Regions from separate parts of the Mus musculus genome. Here regions 1 and 3 are each linked to region 2. Evidence: chromatin contacts called from public promoter capture Hi-C data. All regions are on one chromosome and are shown on one strand. The core of a region is the stretch at or near the end of the contact, and the rest is flanking DNA. Distances in the headings are between cores, read along the strand shown.

Region 1 (3,210 bases), core at 476-2,975, 3.0 Mb before region 2:
TGATTGATTGCCTCTGTTTCCACTCTGTTCCAGCCAAACTGGCTGGAGATCAGAAGGTAAGTGAATAGGCTGTTGTTAATCAGTTGTCTCCTCAGATCACAGGGTTTTTAAATAATGTTACTGAAGCTTAATGATTTAATTCCCGTCCTCTACTCATTGATGTTTGTTGTGAAGGATAACGGGAACTCTACATTTTGGTGACAGAATCACAAAATTTACTTTCACCTTTGATATCCAAGCTACTGCATGGTCTGCAAAACGGAATTATTTATCCTGTGATTCTTGACAAGAAAAACTTGTAGATTAATCTAATAAGCGAGAATAGATAAGGGCTGGAAGATGGCTCAGTGGTTAAGAGCATTTGCAGCACACAAGACAATGTTCCCAGCACCCATGTCAGGAGCCCCCACCCCCACCCAGACCTCCAGCTCCCAGGGATAAGATATCTTCTGGCCTCAGAGGGTATACAAACATATGTGGCACAAGGACGCACACAGGGCATGTGGGGGCATTAGTATATTTTAAAAATAAAGGTCACATAGTGAACCCCCATGATGGCATTAGTAGCTTTACATTTATTTATCTATTGTGCATGTGTATATGCCAGAGGATAATTTTCATGAGTAGGTTCTTGCTTTCCATTTAGTGAGCTAGGGTCTCTTGTTTGTGGCCAGGGCTCGCTGGCCCTCCAGTCTCCATCTTGCATTTCAGGAGGTCTGGCTTGCACAGCAAGTCATCTCCCTCCCTTTCCTTTCTTCTTCTTTTCTTTTGTGGCAAGGTCTCATGCGGCACAGGTTGGTCCCAGACTTGCTAGGTAGCCCATGTCAGCGCTGAACTCCTGATCTCTCTCCCTCCATCTCCTAAGTGCTAGATCACAGACCTGTTTCTTCAGGGTGGCTTCGATTATTTCTGAAGCTTAGTGATTACATATAGAAGTTCATTTTATTACTTTGTTTCCTTGTGTGTGCTTGTTAGGAATCAAACACAGGGCATCTCAGATGCTAAGCTGCTCTAAAACTGATTTTTTTATATGTTTGTAAAATTTCACAATAGTTTCTTAAATGTTTAGATTTAAAAGGTTAATCTTACGCTTTTCTCCTCTCTTAAAACAATAGCAACAACAACAACCTTAAGAAAGTGTGTGCAGCTAATAAGACTGCCTTTTGCTTCTTTTTCTGAAAGACGGAACTCATTCCGTACAGCAGTCTCCTTGGAACAGACACAGAATGGCAGTGACAGTACAAAGGCAACGACGCCAGAACAGGTAAAGATTTCTTTTCTTCTTTTTTCGCTTTTGAGCTCTGTCCCAGGACCAATCCCATTTCTACAAAGAAATCAAATCGAGATCCCTTCGAGACGCCCTAGGGTCGCCGGTCCTCAGCTGATTCGCAGAGGCGCCGCCAGGCGAGGAAAGTTCCGTCCGCCCCACCTAGCAGGGGCGGGGAGCGACGTCAGCACGTCGGCCCTCACGTCCAGCTGGGTGACTACTGACCGGAATGCCCAGGCTGGCTCCGACCGCTTTCAGAGCCTGAGCGAGGGCACTGCGGCTGCGCAGGCATGCCGGGGGAGGGGCTTCGGGGCTGAGCGGCCCTCGAGGAGCGGCTGCCGGAGGGCCGGGTAAATCCCCAGAGGCCGGAATGATTAGCCCAGGGGCTGCTCCGCCCCTGGCTCCTCCCACCCCGCGTCGGCGCTACCCCGCCTCCGCCTCCGCCTCCCGCCCGGCTTCGGGGTGACACGGGGCTTCGCCGCGGGCAGGGCGGAGGGCAGCAAGTTAGCCCGCGGCGGGGTGGCGCCGGCGGGCCTGTGAGCGTGGTGAGGGGACGCCGAGGTCGGGCGGAGGCTGCCGCGGGGCGGGAAGGCCCGGGGGAATGCGGCGCAGGGCTGCAGCCTGAGGGGCGGCGGCGGCGGGCGAGGGGGCGCGGCCGGCCCGGGCGGGTCTGGCTGCGGCCGGTTGGCGTGGGTCCCGGGTCTGGGTCCCAGAGCGCTCCGGGCCGCGCTTCTGAAGTTGATTGGCACGCCTGACGTTTGTCTCTCTTGTTCGTAACGGGGACGCAGGGAGGAAATGGAAAGGTCCCCGGACTGCTGCGAGGCGGGGTCTGGGGTCGTCCCACGGGAGGTGGTCCTTGCCACGGTGTGTGAGCCCCTTTCTTCTTGGGTGGAGAGGTGGAAGCCAGGTAGGCAGGATGACTTTCGCTGTGTGGATGGTTAAAACAAACAAACCAGGAATTCCTCGGGCCCTCCCCCCACGCCCTGCCCTGCAACGCAGCAAACATTCCCAGCAACTTTTAAGAAGCTGGCGAGAAATCTCGGATATTTGTTGTGTTTGATCTGTGCTCCTGGTTAAAGGAAGGCGTGAGTAGGGAGCCGTCTTCCTTCCCATCTACCGCAGTTTTGGTTGTGAATCTGCCTGGAAGGTTTTAGTATTTTATGTTGATCATTAGTCGTGGTGTGCCAAACAGGAGTTTCTGGAATATCTAATCACATTAAAAATTTATCCCTTTGAATGGGGTGATCAAGGCAGACGGATATCTGGATTTTTTTTTTTCAAATGTGGCTTAAAAAAACTTAGGATATTTTTGTATTTCACAGACCTATTTACGAGACCAGCTACCCCTGATGAAGAAGTGTTGGAGTAGTTGCTGAAATTGACCCTTATTGACCTGAGACAGTCTTATTTGTTCTACGAATTTTTTTTTTTGTTTTTTTTTTGTTTATTCCACTGCTTTGAGCTTTACTGTAACGGCTGATAAACTTGGAAAATAAAGTAATATGATATGGTCTTGAACCGTCTTTTTGAGGAAATATTAAAGTACCAGAGTGGAAAGCCAGAATGGCAGCCAGAGAGAGGCTCTTTGAACTTTGGATGCTTTATTGTACAAAGGTAATTTGCTTTCCTTTTATTTCTGTACTTAAAATTACTTGATTATAAAATTTTGTATCCAGCATTATGACCTTATTGTGTAGTGTGTTTGTGCATATTGATAATCCTGAACTGGCAGGTGTGGTGGTGCATACCTTTAGTCCCAGAACAGAGTCCTAGAACAATGCCGGGCCAGGTGGTGTTATGTGAGTTTGAGTCTATCCTAGTGGACGTAAGACATTTCCAGGACAGCCAGGGCTGCAATTCTCAAAACAGAACCCCAAACAACTCCCCCATCCTGAATTTAAAAAACATGCAAGAGAAATAAATAAATTTTAAAAAACATGTAA
Region 2 (3,200 bases), core at 307-2,806:
TTCAGGCCTCCACTTCCCAAGCAAGGAGCAGAATTATCAACACGCACCACCATGTCCAGATTGGTATATATTTTACTGTTGTTGTTGTTGTTGACATTCATTTACTTACTCCGTGAGTGTCACCATAAACACACAAGGAGGTGGGTGGGGCGGGTGCCTGTGAAAGTTAAAGGACACCCTTTGAAAGTCAGTTCTTTCTTTCCATCAATGTGGGTCCTGGAGATCTAACTCAGGATGTCAGGATTGGCAAGCATCATTTCCAACTAAGATCTTTCCCAGCTCTAATATGTATTTTAGACATAGTATCTACCAAATAGGAACAAAAATAGCCAGTCAAGTCAGGGATGTAGCTCAGTTAGTAGAGTCCTTACCTAATCACACACAAAGTTCTCCGTTCAATCCTCACATCTCAGCCTCCCCTTTCTGGAATTACAGACAGGTACCATCATCACACCCTGGCTCTAATATCTTGGCTGTATCTTATAAAAGTAACTTTCTAAAAGGCGCTGATGAGCTGGCTTAGAATATTAGATTTAGTGATGGGGTGGGGGTGGATCCCAGAAATCTGTTTGGTCTTACAGACATGAACCTCACAAACTTGAAGACACCGCAGCTTCCTGATCTGCAGCGGACTCCAGGCTAACTTTTTAAGATTCATTTTTAGTTTATGTGTGCATGTGCTTATCTGTGTGTGGGTAATGTGCACTTCTAAGTGCCGGTGCTCACAGTCCAAAAGAGAGTGGAGAATTCCCTGATAAGGTTACATGGCAGCTGGGAGTCTTCTGACTGGGCTAGTGGGAACCGAACTCGGATCCTCTCTGCAAGGCACTCTTAACCGCTTGACTCTCCCTCCAGCTCCGACTGAGCTAACTTTTAGTTTTTGTCAGTTCTCCCCGTCGGTGGAATGAATAAAATACTACCCAACATGATCACCGGGCTAGACAAAAACAAACAGTAGCGTGGACAGGTTCAAGACAGCAACTAAACCGATGCCTGAGGTTTAAGTCTCTCGTGACCCTGGGAGATGAACCGGTCTCCTGATGACAGGGCCATCTCCTGTCTTCCCCTGCAAAGAGAGAGTAGCTCGCAAGCCCGGACTCCCAAAGGTCTCCTGATCGGCTTAGGCTCCATCAGACCAGAAACCAAGGCTCATAACCCTCACCTGCCGGCTCTCCCGGGTTCCAGAGGTGGCGGGGCAGGAGCTGGTACCCAGTCAAGGGCAAGAGGAGAACGGCTTGTCTGACCTATGGGATGCAGACCTGCCAAAAAAGAAAACACCACTCGAAGCGCTTCAACTTGCCCACTTCAACGCGTCCTCACCTTTCCTCCGGAGCCCACCGAGTAGTTCCGCGGACCTGTCCGGGTCTCCCTGACCCCTCAAAACCCTGGCCGCTAAGTCAATATGGCGGCCACGGCAACCTCTGTCAGCCCGACCTGGAGGACGGAAAGCCAGGAGGGACTAGAAACACAGATTCGACTGTTTTTCCCCGTCTTCGGACCTGTTCGGCAATTTCCGAGAGCGAGCCCGGGAGGAAGCGGAGAAGACGACTTGGACCTGCAGTTCCGCCGGAAGTAGCCGAGGCCTTGCGTCCGAGCGCTTTCGTTCAACTCCGGCTCCTCAGAGGGCGTTTCCCTTCGTTTCGGAGTCCTTGGAGCGAAGGCATTTTAAAATGCCTCCTTTATTAATTTTCTTCCAAAGACAAGGGAAGGCCGGCGGACGACCTGTGGGCCCTTTAGTTACCAAGTCGCAGTGGTACGCGGAGGACCGAGACTAGGAACGGACCTTGACCTTTAACCTCTAGCCGGGGCGGCGGAGGGAAACGCCTCCGTCTCTATATAAGGAGTTTTCCGGACGCTCTGGGTCCTTTTTTTCCCTCAGCGCTGGCCGCGGCCTCCCGGCGCTCTCGTCCTCCGCTTTTGCACAGCTCCCCGTTCCAGCCTTCGCCATGGGATTCGGAGACCTGAAAACCCCTGCCGGCCTCCAGGTGCTCAACGATTACCTGGCGGACAAGAGCTACATTGAGGGGTGAGCAGGAGCCGAGAGGCTGGGGGGCCGGGGCCACGTGGCGCGGGCTCGGCGGGAAGGAAGCGGGTCTCCGGATGCTGGGGGACGCCGAGTCAGTGCTCCCGGGGCCGGGATGCCAATGGAGCGGGACCTCCCGGGAGGGGCTGCCAGCATTATAATTGAGATGATGCTTGCTCTCCGTGTGCCCACGTCCAGCTGGTTCTTCCGCGTCTTTGGACAAGTTAGTTTGTTAGTTGAAACCTGTGGCAAGTCTGGTGGGATGAGTTCTCCTGGGTGGCAGATAGTTCTTGGGCTTGCCTAGATTCAAACATGTTCTGTGTCCTTTCAATGAGAAGCAACTTAGGCTAGCCCTGTAATTGTTCTCACTAGTTAGCTTGACGGATATGGGCTATGTCATTTACCAGCTAGTGTTTGTGTCTTTTCTTTTAAAGGTCTGTGCACTTGTTTTTGTGTCACTGGCAGGTACGTGCCATCACAAGCAGACGTGGCAGTATTTGAAGCAGTTTCTGGTCCACCACCTGCTGACCTGTGTCATGCCCTACGTTGGTATAATCACATCAAGTCGTATGAAAAAGAAAAGGCCAGGTAAAGGTATCTTTGTGCTACCTGGATTTTCACATGCAAAGTAGGGACCGGGTTAAAGTTGGCTTTAGCATTGCTGACCTAGTGTGAGCTGAATTTCTTTGTGACCTTACAAGGCCAAGAGACTGAAGTCCTCCATTTTCTCACAGAACAGGTAGAACATGGACAACCGCAGTTCACCTTTCCCACACCTCTCTGATCATGTGCTTTGGACCTGGGGGGGCCACCGCTGGGGTGTGAGGGTAGCTCGCTCATTCGGTCCCTGGCCATTCTTCTGAAACTACCAGCAAGGGTGGAAGTTTGGGGAAGTGGATTCCAGTTCACTAAGAATGGAAGTGAGCATACTTAATGAAATCTCAAACAGATGTTCATTCTGAAAGAGTAAGCCGTAGTGAGTACTGAATACAATGTCTCCCATGGGTGAAGAGTAAAGTTATTTGCCTGGGATTGTGCTAAAGGTTAAATAACCAGAAGAGAGTGGGAGTTCCTGGGAAAGGAAGATTGTGTGTTTTGCCTAGAAAGGGCTTTGACACTGACCTAATGTGGCAGAATGTTTGTTTTCAAGCCTGCCGGGAGTGAAGAAATCTTTGGG
Region 3 (3,095 bases), core at 456-2,955, 2.8 Mb before region 2:
ACAATTTTTACATTAACAAACTTTTAAAAACATTTTCTTGTTTATGTGTGTGTTTCTATCTGAGTGTATGGCACATGAGTGCAGGTACCAGTGAATGACAAGTCAGGGTGTTGTATCTCCTGCAGTGATTGTGAACAGCATGACACGGATGTTGGGAGCCAAACTCTGATCCGCTGGAAGAACAGTGTGTGCTCTCACGGCTGAACCATCTCTCCAGACCCATCAACACAGTTTTTTGATTTACTGGTTTGTATAAGAGTCTGATCTGATGTTTGTTTTCTTCACCTGTTTGTACCTCATTTCCTGAAACAAGTGCATGTGTCTATACATAACTATCCCCCTCCACACACTTTAGGCTTCTCTTCTTTTTCCACACATAGTTAAACTCAGCTACAAACCCCAGCTCTCCCTTTTGTTTTTAACAAGCTTCTCACACTTAGAACATTCACACTAAGACAGGTGTTTAAAGTGCTGAACAATAGATCCAGGTGGACCACATCATCATTTAAAAATACTGTTTTAGGCTCTGCGGCAAAAGCTCACGCATATTGGTAATGTATTTATCATAAAGCCAACGTAACAACACAGGGTTTACTCCACAAATATGTGAGCGAGTGCATTTGATTTTTTTCTAGGAATGTATAATCGTTCCCTCATCATCTGAAATTTGATCACAGGAGGCCAAGTGACAGCAAGAGCAATAAAAGTTGAAACCACAAATCCTAAACTCTAAACCCCTCTAAGATGGTGGGTGCCCTTTGGGTTTCCACAGAACTAACAAAGATTGTGGTCTTGATATCACAGAAGGTGTCAGTTTTATTTATTTTTTTCAAGTTTCACGGTGTGGGCCAATCATATTTATGAAAAAAGATTAGATATCTGGATAACAAGACCAGGATGAACGTCCTTGAATTTGTAGTACTTAATCTGAAAAAAACGCACGTTTGTCATTGTTCGTTTAATCTTATTCATGCTACAACCATGTGAATAAATAAAATAGTACCAGCAAAACCACCATCGAAATTTTAAAAAAAGTGAAGTGAGGAGGAGGCCCAGGCTGGGCAACCACAGCATGTGGCTGTAATTCCAGTCAGCCCGGTCTATACAGGAGACCATGCCAAGAAGAAAGAGAGGACAGGACAGGGGACGGAAGGGAGTGAATGAATGAATGAATGAATGAACGAACGAATAGGTTTGGGACTAGGTAACTGCAATTTGTAAAGAAGCCGATGAGGTTCAAGGTGGTATTTAGAGCTGCCTGGAAGTTCAGTGGCTCTGCCTGTTCGGATGAGGTGTTATCTTTCACAGAGCTTGTGAAGACACTGTGTCCTCTCCCTAGGCGAGCTTCCTCAGGCAGATGACCTCCGCAGGGTTCCGGCCCCGGGTGAAGTGCAGAGGTGAAGATGGGGGGCGGCGGCGTGAAGCAGCAGGGAGCAGAGGTGCATTCCCGCCCGGCTAACAAAGGCTGCTGAGGACTCCCAGACCCAGGAAGGCCGCGCGGGGCCGAAGGGTTAACCCAGAGCCCCGCTCCCGCGCGCATCCCGGCCCCCGCCCTCCCGTCGCTAGGAGACGCCGGAAGTGGGGGAGGGGCGGCGCGGGTGGGAATCTTTTTCGGGCGCTGGGGGCGGGTGGAGGGGAGCGCGCGTGCGCGCGCCCGTCGCCGCGGTGACCGTCCTCGCGGCCCGTCGGCTCGCGCCCCGCCTCCATTCCCCTCCGCCCCCTCCCTCGTCGCGCGCCGTAGGGTGTGTGTGGGGGGGTAGCCGCTCGCTCCTCCCGATTCCCGCCGCGTCCGCCGCTGCTCCTCCTCTCCCGGGCGTCGCGGCCGCTGCCTCTGCGGGCTGTATGAGGAGGAGTAGGAGGAGGAGGAGGAGGAAGAGAAGGATGTGAAGATGGCGGAGCTGCAGATGCTGCTGGAAGAGGAAATCCCGGGGGGCCGCCGGGCTCTCTTCGACAGCTACACGAATCTGGAGCGGGTGGCCGACTACTGCGAGAATAACTACATCCAGGTGCGATGCGACGCGGCCCCTCGCGCGGCTCGGCGCGGCAGGACGCGGGCTGTGAGGGGCGCGCGGGGCGATGGCGAGCGGGGGAGGCCGCGCGGTGCTCGGTCCAGGGAGCCGCGCCGGGGTAGGGACAGGGCGAGGGCGGCGGCTGCAGGGAGCGAGGGTCGCCACCAGGCCCCAGCAGCCCCGTGCGAGTGACCGGTGCGGTGCCGTGCGGTGCGTGGCGTCCCGCCCCCTCGCCTCTGCCCCGTCGCCCCCGCAGTCCTCTCCTGTCAGTGTTCCGGATGGCGGGGGAGGTGGCGAGTGGCGTTTTCTGTCTAACGGGATCTTGCTCGATGGCAGGCTTGTGTGACAGAGGGATAGGTTACCCCCTGCCCAAATTCCGAGGGACCCCCTTTTTATTAAGGGGTCCTTTTTCTGCAAAGTGAAATGCCTCACTTCTCCATTCCTGCGAATGTACCCTGAAGACAAAACAAAAATTCTTAACCCTTAAGTTTAAACATTTTTAAAATGTAAAAGGGGCATGGTGGAACGGCTGTCTCTTATTGCAAGTTAATACCATTTTTTTTTTCTCCTCCCTGTGGAGAATGGGAAACTGATAATGAGCTGCCTTTCCTTCTCAGGTCTCGTTAGAATAGGTAATTTTCCTTTGGGGAAAAAAGAACTATGACTATTTTCACAAAGAATTAGGGAAACGAACCACATGGTTTAGTTTTTTTCCCATGATGATTGGTTTGGCCCAGGGACTTCAGTGTATGTGTGTGTAGGAAGGTGAGAAGTGTGTGTGGGGCGGGGCATTGGTGAGATGAGAACCAGCTGGTCATGGGATAAATGTAAAAATTTTGTGAAGCAACACTTTAAAAATTAACTCATGGTATGCAAATCCAGTATCTCTTGTTTTCCGTAGGGCTTATACTGAATTACAGGTTGTGTCTACATTTTTTTTACTCCCGTTTAAATTCTTTGGATAAAATGGAATGGAAGCGTGATGCTTAAACTGTTAGCTGTATTTTAATGTTCTTGTCCCTACTCCCGTCCCTGCAGATATCCTTAACAGCAGTTGTATTGAAAACATTCTCAAATCTGAGTATG

Evidence for each region. Capture Hi-C pulls out chosen DNA fragments and counts their contacts.
Region 1: a promoter capture Hi-C map of liver shows a contact between it and region 2, with 5 times the contacts expected there. The contact joins the promoter of Nbeal1 here to the promoter of Ndufs1 in region 2. A contact is called at or near these places in 5 of 39 promoter capture datasets (the 3T3-L1 cell line, frontonasal cranial neural crest, hippocampal neurons and 2 more), 2 of 115 datasets of contacts at active chromatin or transcription factors (astrocytes and embryonic forebrain) and 1 of 9 other capture datasets (liver).
Region 3: a promoter capture Hi-C map of adipose tissue shows a contact between it and region 2, with 2.8 times the contacts expected there. The contact joins the promoter of Abi2 here to the promoter of Ndufs1 in region 2. A contact is called at or near these places in 1 of 39 promoter capture datasets (hippocampal neurons), 1 of 115 datasets of contacts at active chromatin or transcription factors (astrocytes) and 1 of 9 other capture datasets (adipose tissue).

Annotation. Positions count from the first base shown.
Region 1 is chr1:60,178,874-60,182,083 of GRCm38.p6, forward strand. Nbeal1 (neurobeachin like 1) reads left to right here and starts at 1,726. Exons shown (of 55, transcript NM_173444.2): 1 at 1,726-1,812; 2 at 2,590-2,881. The coding sequence starts at 2,831.
Region 2 is chr1:63,175,266-63,178,465 of GRCm38.p6, forward strand. Ndufs1 (NADH:ubiquinone oxidoreductase core subunit S1) reads right to left here and starts at 1,557. Exons shown (of 19, transcript NM_145518.2): 1 at 1,321-1,557. It overlaps Eef1b2 (eukaryotic translation elongation factor 1 beta 2), which reads left to right and starts at 1,566. Exons shown (of 6, transcript NM_018796.3): 1 at 1,566-2,026; 2 at 2,489-2,611; 3 at 3,174-3,200. The coding sequence starts at 1,947.
Region 3 is chr1:60,407,914-60,411,008 of GRCm38.p6, forward strand. Abi2 (abl-interactor 2) reads left to right here and starts at 1,706. Exons shown (of 12, transcript NM_001198570.1): 1 at 1,706-2,006. The coding sequence starts at 1,890.